Linked DNA regions of Sus scrofa: region 1 is linked to region 2. A link is a contact called in public Hi-C data. All regions are on one chromosome and are shown on one strand. Each heading gives the region's core, a stretch centred on a gene start, on an enhancer-like site or on the middle of the called end of the contact. The rest is flanking DNA. Distances are from core to core; before and after follow the strand shown.

Evidence for each region. A called contact is a pair of places that touch in the nucleus more often than the background predicts.
Region 1: a Hi-C map of skeletal muscle shows a contact between it and region 2, with 2.7 times the contacts expected there. The contact joins the promoter of EPC1 here to the promoter of KIF5B in region 2. A contact is called at or near these places in 6 of 47 Hi-C or Micro-C datasets (alveolar macrophages, embryonic fibroblasts, heart right ventricle and 2 more).

Annotation. Positions count from the first base shown.
Region 1 is chr10:42,943,565-42,949,320 of Sscrofa11.1, forward strand. EPC1 (enhancer of polycomb homolog 1) reads right to left here and starts at 3,295. Exons shown (of 14, transcript XM_021064807.1): 1 at 3,008-3,295. The coding sequence starts at 3,049. It overlaps LOC106505154 (a long non-coding RNA gene), which reads left to right and starts at 3,426. Exons shown (of 3, transcript XR_001299281.2): 1 at 3,426-4,095.
Region 2 is chr10:42,689,623-42,694,984 of Sscrofa11.1, forward strand. KIF5B (kinesin-1 heavy chain) reads right to left here and starts at 3,929. Exons shown (of 26, transcript XM_021064805.1): 1 at 3,331-3,929. The coding sequence starts at 3,456.

The DNA of each region.
Region 1 (5,756 bases), core at 2,045-4,544, 250 kb after region 2:
ATTGATTAAGCTCATAATTTCAAGTTCATTTTTCTGAGGTTTATTGTTTGAAATTTGATTTACAGATTCTCCATGTCATTGACATCATTTATTTCTTCTTTCTGTAAACTGTTTTTTTTTTTTTTTTGGCCATTTCACTACTCATTGACCCCTCCCCTCCATCAGAGGGATGGGCAGGATGAAAAAAATGATAACGATATTTTAACACAGTCAATTTTGCTACTTGCTACTATCTCTGATAAAAAAGGTGTGCAAGAAAAAAATATGTAATCGTTGTCTAAAATGACATTTCAAGATTAAAAAAAAAAATTTTATTGTCCATGATCTAGCAACTGTCACTATGGAAAACTGAGTTAGTTCTCTATATACTACATTTAATAAATACAGATTTTTTTCATGATAAAACATAGTTTATTATAATAATTCTAATCATAATCTCACCAAACTCATGAACTAAACACCTACAAAATGTTGCCAATTTGGAAAAAAATTAACGTCCAAAGAATCAAGAGCTAAAATGAAGCACAAGGTGGATTTAAAAATGGAGAATAATATAAAACAATGAATTGGTTTTTGCCTCGCAGATTTTAAACCTCCTCCTTTAGGGATATAAGAATCACACAGAGAAGAATATCTTTAACATAAATATCTATGGATGATTTCGAAAAGTGAAGATGTAACTATAATGATTACTCATAATCAATGATGTAATAGTCGATGATGTAGGAGAACAAAGAACATTGCATAGCTACATACGGACTTCACAGCATCAGTTTGTTTTTAAAAGGGGGGCTACATTATACAAACATTTTTAGTTTTCACCAATTAAAATGCAAAAAAAAAATCACCAGCTGAATAACAGAATATTTTAGCAATAAAGTATATTTTATTCAGTAGATTAACTTCAGAGAACTCAACTCTCCAGCACAGAGGGTTAGATCATGTATTTACACCTGCAGTATTTTAGTGTAGAAATAATCTATAATGCCAAAACTAGGCTTGATGGGGGCATTGAAATTTTATGAGGAGATAAAATGTTACAGTGAACAGTCTCAAATTTTTATAGCCAAGTATAAACAAAATATAGGCATAATACACAATTGTTGTTGAAGTTCAAGGGTCCTACACAGATAAAGAAATTATAGGGACACCAAAATCAGAAATACTATTCCTAGGTATTTTCACACATTCTTTTATGTCAACATTTTAAATGATTAGTGAAATGAGCATTTACATATTTCAAAGTGAGTAAAAACACTTACTATATTAACTCCAGAAATTTTTTACTCTCTCAAGAAATAATGTATTCAATCATATGAAAAGGTTGTCTGGGATACTATTTCAGTTGTTTTTGTTTTATTTGGCAAAATATTTAGGTACAATCACTGATCTCTACTACTTTCTTTTTCAATTAAGGACATATTTATTATCTCCATAAATAACTAAGGACCAGTAAAAACTATGTCATATCATAATGTACATTTTTGTTCTTGGGAGGCTTTGGGCCTAAATCCCATATTCTCTAATCAGATAACTCCCAATAAGAACAAAGATGGAAAAGATTTACCCTGCATTTAAATACATGAATACCAATATCTTTAAATTTAAAAGCAGTGGTACACAGATTCTTAAAAAAATTATCTCATTCAAAAATACTTGCTCTTTTCAAACAAGGAAACACATAAATTCAACCAAAATATCACTTTGAAATAAAACAAACAACAATGTAGGCATTATTACCTAGAAAATTCCCAGGAGAAACTTAGAATACTTATTTAAGAAATCCCTAGGTTCAAAATGAAATTCAACTTTTACAATGTTCAGTGAACTAAAACTCCAACATTTTGTTAGAAAGAAGACATAAGCACGGATGGTATTGTGAGAGAAGGAAAATGCAAGACGTTTCTGAGGAAAGAGAGAGTAAACTGACAGCTTATTATGGAAGAAATTTTGATCTAGAGATAATCAGATCAGATAAAACACAACTGCAAACTGCATGCCCGTCCCTGCTGCTCCTGGACGGGTTGTGACGACATGTCTGTTCTCACTCACAGTTCACAGTTCGCAGAAAACATTAAAATAACACAAACTGAATAATTTCCTCGCACCAAATCGAACTTTCTTTAAGGAAATAAAGGGAGAAGATAATAGATCAAATCTTGCCCCACCTCTTTTTTTTTTCCTCCTTTTTTCTTTTAGTGAAACTGACATAAATTGTTGAGGAGAGCTACAGCGCCACCAACACAGATCAATGCAAAACAAAAAAGATCTCCCACCGTGGGCAAAAAGAAAAAAAAAAAATTTTAGAAAAATGCCAAAAATTACAAAATGTCTCCCCAATGTACCTTTTTTGGAGAAAAACAGGATCTGCAAAGATTACCTAATGAGGGGCTACAGAGAATGACTATCATGGAACCCAAGTTTAGATCTGATCAGCAAATAAAAGATCCACTATTTAGTAACAGCCATAACTTAATATAAACCCGGTTATGTCAATCTCCACCTTCATTATACCAAGGGCAGCTTTTCTGTAGTTTGTATCCAAGTAATCCATCAAGAAAACCACAATAGGCCTATTTAAAACAACACAAAACCAAACTACATCCCTAGTTTGCCTGCTGATCATTTAGTCCTGGACAAATTAGGTAATACATAATTTTTATAAAGAGGATATGCACATATTTGGCATCACCAACATTGCTGGCACAAAACAAGTCCATCTTGAAATAGCTGAGTTCCCCTTAGCTCGCAATAATTAAAGTATAATTTATATTAGAAATATTTAGCTTGAATCACAGGCTGAAAAAACAAAAAACAAAAAACCAATTTCTTTCTTTCAGTAAAATTTAACCAGACAAGATTAGGTGGAAATGTGCAGAGATCAAAGCTAAAGAAAAAATACAAAGATTGCTTTTGTGAGAAGAAACACAATGAAAATCCTTTCTTAAAAATCTGAGTGGCTCCTTCCAAGACGTAAGGACAAAAATGTTTAAAATTACAAACTTACCATTCGTGGAGGCAAAGAAGAAGCCAGTCCTGGAAAAAGCATTGTAACAATATAGGCTGGATACTTGTGTCTCTAGAAACAACAGCCTCCAGGCAGCATATGGAGCTTCCAACATCTTTTAAAATATTTGGGAAAGAAAAAGTCAGACTTTCTTCCATGGTCGATGGCTGAATGGGGTGGCTTCCCCAAGATCTGTGGGCGTTTGGGAAAAATCGGAGAAATATCCACGGAAGATTCAAAGCAGAGGAGGCAGCGGCAGCCAGAAGACTCTGGGGTTAACAACTTTGCGATGGCGAGCAGGCGGGCTCTGATTGGCTGGGAGGCCAGCGTCCCCACAGTCTGCACTATCCCCCCGCTGCCCCCGCCTCCTGCAGCTCGGAAAAAAATGCAGTGTGAGTGCCATTTTACACTGGGCTTTTAAAAACACAGCCACCCAAATGACAAAGTCTGAGCTCGCTCTGAAGTGACACTGCAAAACAATAGCGCCCACGACTGCCTGCGAGCTCGCAAAAAGGCCCCTTTGATGGCCTAGGGAACACGCTTCTTTCTTGCTTATGGGTTTTTAGGGACTAACTAGCACGCTCTTCTTAAGCAGATTGTCATTCACAAACGTCGATGTCTAATTTGGATACAAATGTGGCCGTTGAAAAATGAATTCTATCGAAACATATTTGATTGGATAGCCTGAAGGTACCCGGAAAAGCCATGCACAAAATTCACACCGTTTTCAGCTCAGGGAGCTTAAAAAAAAAAAAAACTCCTTTAAAAAAAAAAAAAAAAAGAATTGGTTAGCCGTAACAACTGCCGTTGGTGCAGGAAATACAAATAAAATAATGATTTTAACCGTTACACTCAAAAAACAATAGGCATCCTTTTTTCCCCCCACCCCCCTTCTTAAAAATTGTTTCAGAAACCTTTACTGGCTGACAGATTTCTACCACTCAGCCTTACAAACAAAATGGCTGTGGTACTGAATTTTTTTGGATCCTCCCACTGTGGCTCCTCCCGGCCTCCAGGAAGTGGTAAAAATCCAAAATAAATACAGTACTAAAAGTACATTGTCCAGGCTGAAGTCGGTGAAGCTTTTGGTAAGGGGGGGAGGGATTTCTTAGAAATGTGCTGCTTTTTTATTAGTCTTTTTAAAAAATTGTTTTGGAAAGAATATCAATCACTAGAGATTTACTTGACTGTAATTTGAACTTCCTGCTTTACATATTTATAAGGTCTTTCACCTATCTTGGCAGGCTTTCAAATTAAGTGGGCTGGGAAATTTGATGCTGTGTGTCTAGTTGGGAGCTGAGTCAGGTATTTGGTGGTTGCAGCTGGGCTTTCAAATAAAAATGAAGTCGAAAACTTAAAAAAAAAAAAAAAAAGAATCAATGTGAAATGAATGCAGCAGTGTAGTTGATTGTAAATGTAAAGCCACCCAATCAGCAAATATCAAAATGTGTCAAATTCCGCATGGGTGTGTTAATAGAACACATTCGGTATAAACTTGTTGGCCAGCCACACTTCTAGGGAGCCAGGGGTAAAAAGGGGTTCAAAGGAACTGGCCAAAGAAAGGAGTGGGCAAGTATTTGCCTTCTATGGACCCCTCCCCCACCCCTACACACACACACACACACACACACACACACACACACACACACACACACACACCCCTTCTGGTATTTCTATCTCTGCCTAGCATTTAATAGGTAACATTCTTAGAAGAACTATGGTTGGGGGACTAATTTATTGTCTAAATCTGGACATTTTTGAGAGTGAACTATTTTTTTTTTATTTTGTAATCTCATCAGTAGTTACCGGATGAGAGTAAATTTCAATAACATTTATGTGATTATAATCAGGAAAACATCCTTAAGAAGTCCTCTAATGAAGAGAATAGACTAAAATTCCCAAGAAAAGAAAATTTTAAGCAGTTTTCCTTCCAACAGAAAAAAGTTGCTAGGGGCCAATTTCACTATGTACTATTTTGTCTTTCCATCACCTGAGCTCTGTCCTTTTCTCTCCCATCCCTTCAACCCACCCTTAAATATACACATGGATTCGTATGTGTATACACACACACACACACACACACACACAATTATACATAGGTAATTATATATGTACATTCATATGTGTATATGGATGTACATGAATATATATACTTTTATAACCTATAGATTAGGCTATTCTGTGCATTTTCCACAATAGGCATATTTCTAGTTACATACTTCCCTACAGCAGAATTTTCTTCAGATATTTTGAGACAGTAGTCATGAAATACATGATGTGAACAACATTCATTTTGGTAAAGATAAAATGTAAGGTGAGATATTTTGGAAAAAAATATCACCAAAAGACACAGGATAAATAATTTCAGGTTTATTCCAATAGTTCTTGAGAGTTTATAGAGTAGCTGGGTGCTGGACAAGCAGGAAGTTTATCTCCTTCATGAAACTCACAGTCTAGTGGAAAGAGAGAAACAAGTCAGTAAACAAATACATAATTGCAAATTGTAATTGCTACTAAGAAATAAACAGCAAAATCTTTCAGAATAACAGAGAGGGGAAACACATAGATAAGGTGGTAAGGAAAGTTGTTTCTAAGCACATGGAATTAAGGCTAGACTTGGAGGATGAGTAGGAGCCTGACTTGAAAAATACAAGAGAAATAACAGACAAGGAACTGCTTATAGCATGTGCAAAGGCCCTGAGACTGAATGGAGCTTGGAGTGTTCCAGGAAGTAAAATGAGGCCCATGG
Region 2 (5,362 bases), core at 2,679-5,178:
ATACTGATTGTGAGCTAACATTCTACAACTGTTATGATGGCTCCTTCTCTTTTGATTTTTCATATTTAAGGTAATCAAGATCAAACACACCAAATCATAAATAAATTTGAAAGGGGAAATTGTGTTGTGCTGGAGGTAAGGAATTGGGTCTAATTTCAGTGAACTACAATAGCTTGTTTTTCATTCTGGCAGCCTCCAGAGCATACCTTATAAGCAATGATTAGTAAAGCTACTTAACCATGCAAATATCCACGATCCATTTTTATGCAGCATAAGTGGATATAAAAGTAATTTCTAATTGATTTGTTTTTTTTCTATTGATTTCATTAGTCTCCTTTGAACTACATAAAGTACTGCCTTTGTCCTCCCTTTTTTGTGGATAACACGTTTACTTACCTAAAGCAAATAGATTCTATTTGATCATTCAAAGATCTTCAAAAAAGAATGCATTTATTTCATTAAATATGAAATTCACTGAGCACTTAATTACAAAAAAAAATCTTTATAAAGGCAGCAAAACACAGAGAAACACTGTAAGATCACAAAGTTTGTACACTAAGGGGTCACATAATAAAATCACTGGTTTTATGAGTAACAGGAAAAAAGTTTGGACAAAATGTTGTAAACTATACTTAGATGAAAATTATAATCCTTAAAAATGTTTTAAAATCATTTAATATAATTTAAACACTGCATTGCAGCAATTCCTTCTTAGGCTATTTACTTTGAATCAGGATGAGGACCCAGTAAAATGAACAAAACAAATCAAGAGATGACTTTACCTAGAGATTTTCTTTCTTTTTTTTTTTTTTGTCTTTTTGCTATTTCTTTGGGCCGCTCCGGCGGCATATGGAGGTTCTCAGGCTAGGGGTCCAATCGGGCGGCATATGGAGGTTCTCAGGCTAGGGGTCCAATCGGAGCTGTAGCCACCGGCCTACGCCAGAGCCACAGCAATGCGGGATCCGAGCCGTGTCTGCAACCTACACCACAGCTCACGGCAACACCAGATCCTTAACCCACTGAGCAAGGGCAGGGACCGAACCCACAACCTCATGGTTCCTAGTCAGATTCGCTAACCACTGCGCCATGACAGGAACTCCTACCTAGAGATTTTCTAATTCCACTTCTAGCTGTCCTTATAAAGTCCCAGTCAAAAATAAATAAATAAGTAAAACAATGCACTTAAAAAAAAAAGAAAAAAAAAAAGACTCCAGAGTAAGTAATGACTTAACTATATATGCAAAAGATTAGTTTCTGAAAATAGTAAACATGCTTTAAAGCTATCACATTCAGTTATAACATATTTTTGCTTATACTTTAAAAACAAAACAAAAATAGACTGAAATGCTTACCACTTTATCTACAGGCCAACTAACTGTTCATTACTGATTCACAACTCAATCATCCATGATTTTTAGTATTATCACAAATTTATTTACCTTACTAAGGAAACTTATGTAAAGAACTTATAATTACTTTATCCACAGGAAACAGCCTAGAATAAATGTGTGCTTCTTGTGGTAATTATTTATTTTCTTTTAACTCTTTCCTCATTTTATGTCATATTTGGCCTGGATCAGAAGGTCATCTTTTAAACCATAAACCATCCCAAATTTATCATTTCAAGAAATAAATCTTGATCATAGATTTATGTAAATACACTCAAAAAAATCTAAAGAAATAAGAGTTTAAAACTGTAACTCTGAAAGGAAAATAGTTTTGACATGTGAACCACTGTTGAGGCTGAGTTATCACAAAAACTCCATGAGAAACTAGTAGCCTCACGTTTGCCAATGAACAACCCAGGCCTTGCAAACTTTCTCTGACCCCATATAAAATATATCATTCTAAAGGAAAAGGATGGCTATTTCTGTGCAAACTTCTTGGCTTAATCACGATGTCATTTATAGCAAGAGTTTTTCTGTGGACTTGTTAACAAAGAACCAGAATGACAGTCCTCACACCACAGTAGCTGGTAATGGTAAGAAACCTAATGACTTGTTTGCCAAAATCCTCCTAAGCAACGTGGGTCTATGACATGTATTTTCTAGAGCTGAACTCTGGAAACTTTCTCATAAAACTCTTAAAGATCCTTAGTTCCATCTTACACATCAATGCTTTTAATCTTCAACGTTCCACCTCCTGTGATCCTTTTGTTTCATTTCCAAATCAAACTATCCAAACATACGTTGAACACCGAATGCCATTAAAGAAAAAGTTAACATTAAAATTTGGTGTGTACAAACAAGTTCTGCCAAATGGCATTACCAAGAAAAATGAATTTAATTTTTAGTTCAGTACCTCACTATCCATTTTAATCTCTTTGAACTGGGAATGCTATTTTCAGAGACCTTTCAATACCAGAGATCAGACCTCAAAACAAAACAAAAAACCTTTCCAGTCTCCCAGAAGTTGACAATGACCAGCCAACTCTAGCCAATATCTCACCATGCTTGGAATTATCAAATTCAATTTCCTTCAAGGTAGATCCTAACTGTAGAAGTAGAAATCCAACACCAACAAGAAATCTAGCGTACTGGTCAAATTTTACCTTTTTAAAAAAAGTTTGCTTTTATAACACTTTGACAAACACATAAAAAGTTAATACTCTTTCCTAGACTGTAACTCCATAAAAAGCAGTGAAAGTGAGACTATGGTTCTCTTCTGAACGTGAACTGGCTAGATCCGCTGGAAGATTAAACAAAATCGACCGCTCCAATTTCAAAAGAAAGCTATTTCTTTTTACAGCCCTCGATTCGCCATTTGTAACGGGAAACTCAAAAGGCGGGTTGGGTGAACTTTTAAGATACAAGTATAACTAACTGCAGTTGTTTGGTAGTTTTCCTCCTCCCGCCCGGGAAAAAGCACGGTTAAACGTTTCTCTAAGTATCATTACTATTTAAGGTACAGCTAGTCTGGTCTGCTAGCTCAATGTTCCTGGCCGAACTCTGATCTTCCAAATTTTATGAATGGTAAATCTGGAGGGAAGTCCGAAAACACCAAAGGCAAGCATCTGCATCAGTAACTGCACGCGCAGAAACGCCGGCACTAAATTTGCTCCCCGGACGGTTCCGCCAGCGCCCCAGGTGCGGGAGTGCCCCGGACCGTGAGTGGGCGCCTCCCATTCCCGGCGCGGCTGACCGGGGTGGGGAGACCCAGGAGCACCCGAGGAGGCGCCGCGTCCCTCCCTGGCCCATCGGGGCCGGCGGAACCCACCGGGAAGGCTGGGGGACCCGACTGCTCCCTCTCGGCTCTCACTCCCTACTTCCCAGGACTCCAGGCGCAGCCGGGCCCCAAGGAGGGGAACCGGGGTGGGGGCGGGGCACTCACCGCGATCATGACCGTGTCTTCTCCCTGAAACTTGGCGATGTACTTATCGCCGCGGTTCACCTCGGACTCGTTCAGAGGTCTGAAGCGACACATCACTTTGATGTTGCATTCGGCCGGGTCCGCCATCTTCCTAGCCGCCGGGGCCGGAGGCCGGGAGCCACTCCCCGCCGCTCACTCTTGGAGGAAGTAGGCCAAGCAAATGGGCTGGGGTCGCGACGGTCCAGGGTCCGCGATCCGCGGCGTCGCGCTTCCCCGGCGGGGGCGACCAGGGACCAGGGCTTCAGCGCCCGCGCCGGCACCGTAGCCCTCAGGCTCACTTCCGATCCATCATGGCAGCCATGGCGGCGGCGACGCCGGGCGGAACGGCGGCGGCTCCTCAGCTTCTCCCTCGCCGGCGGGGCAGGCCGCGGGGCCGGGGGACACCGGAGACCGGGAACGTGGCCCCCTCCTTCCTCCCCAGAGAGAGCAGGCAAGGCCCAACGTTGGCCCGCCCGGCTGTCCGCTCGCCGGCTTGCCGGCTGCCACTTGACCACTCCTGAGGCCGCAGACGGGCGACAGGCGGCGGGATGGGAGGCGCGGGCGGAGCACTGCGCACGCGCGGAGCACTGCGCACGCGCCGAAGTTCCAGTTCCTCGGCGACCAATGCGCGCCCGCACCGCCCCTCTGCGCCCGGGTCGCAGGTCCAAATTCCCGTCACCCGCGTGCCTGAGCACCTGCGGGCGCTGCTGAGGATTTCCCCGTGCCTTTGGATGCGCTTTCTTTTCTTTAGAGGACAAAGAATTCGTAATCTGCTTGCTGTCGTAGTTTAAGTGAAACACTGTACGTCTGCGAGAAAGTGTTTGCTTTGTTTTTGGTCTGGAGATAAACTGATTGCTAGCTCACCTTTTTTAAAGCGCTTTGCCGGAAAAAGGAAGACTTGAATGAACGGTGGGTCTTGGCTCTCAGGTTCAGGAGATTGCTCATTACTGAGAGAATGGCTTGGGGAGACAGGAATAAGAAAGAAAAAAGGAAGAGTTCTCTTGTGGGTCAGATGATTAAGGATCCCAACATTGTTGGTGCCCATGGTGCTGGGTTGATCCCTCACCTGGAAATTTTGGCATGCTGTGGGTACAGCCAGAAAGAAAGAAAAAGGAAATTCGTCTAAGGAATATAAGGTGCTGAAGAAATGTGGAACAGTAGAGCGAAGTGGAAGAAGGTCCTGGGAACTGGCGGTCCCAATCACCTCCTGTTAAATGTTATGAAACTCATCAATCTCAACACCAGAGGAATGCTGACCTGCAGTGTAAAGAAGGTCTTAAAAGGCCTGGATCAAACTGAGGATTACATGTTTAAGGAAAACCACTCCACAGTTGATTTTGTCTTTTGATTTTCGAAGGTGTACACCCTGGACCCTCTTCATGTGCAAGAACTGCTGTGTGAGGACTTTGAAAACAACCGGAAACCCTTCTGGTTCCCAATTTTTGTTTGTAAAATGGAGGAGTGTACTATGAAAGCCTCCAGTGTTCTCATCCCATCATCGTAATACCTCCAGAAATGAATCCATAGTTCCCAGATTCAGGTTTATTCACCGTAATAAGGGAGAGTTCACACCTAAGAAACCTTGGTTTGTCGCACCAAAGGAAAAGGTGAAGTTGCTACAGGGTTTTGAGGGAAGTGTAGAGTTTAGAAAAAATTTAAATGAAGTTGTGTTTTGTTTTGTTTTTGCCACACCTGCAGCACGTGGAAGTTCCTGGGCCAGGGATCAGTTCTGGGCCACAGGTGTGACTACACCACAGCTGTGGCAACCCTGGATCCTTAACCCACTGCAGCGGGCACTGGGTGGGGGATAGAATCCGCACCTCAGCAGTGACCCAAGCTGCTGCAGAGACCACACCAGATCATTAACCCACTGCACTACAGTGTGACTCCAAATGAAGCTGTGTTTTGGTAGGTCCCAACATAGCAAAGCTATTCCTGACACCAGGTCTGGACTACAAGTGGACCCAAGGTCTTGTTTCCTTGGACTACAAAGTTTAGTTGTGGAATGTTGTCT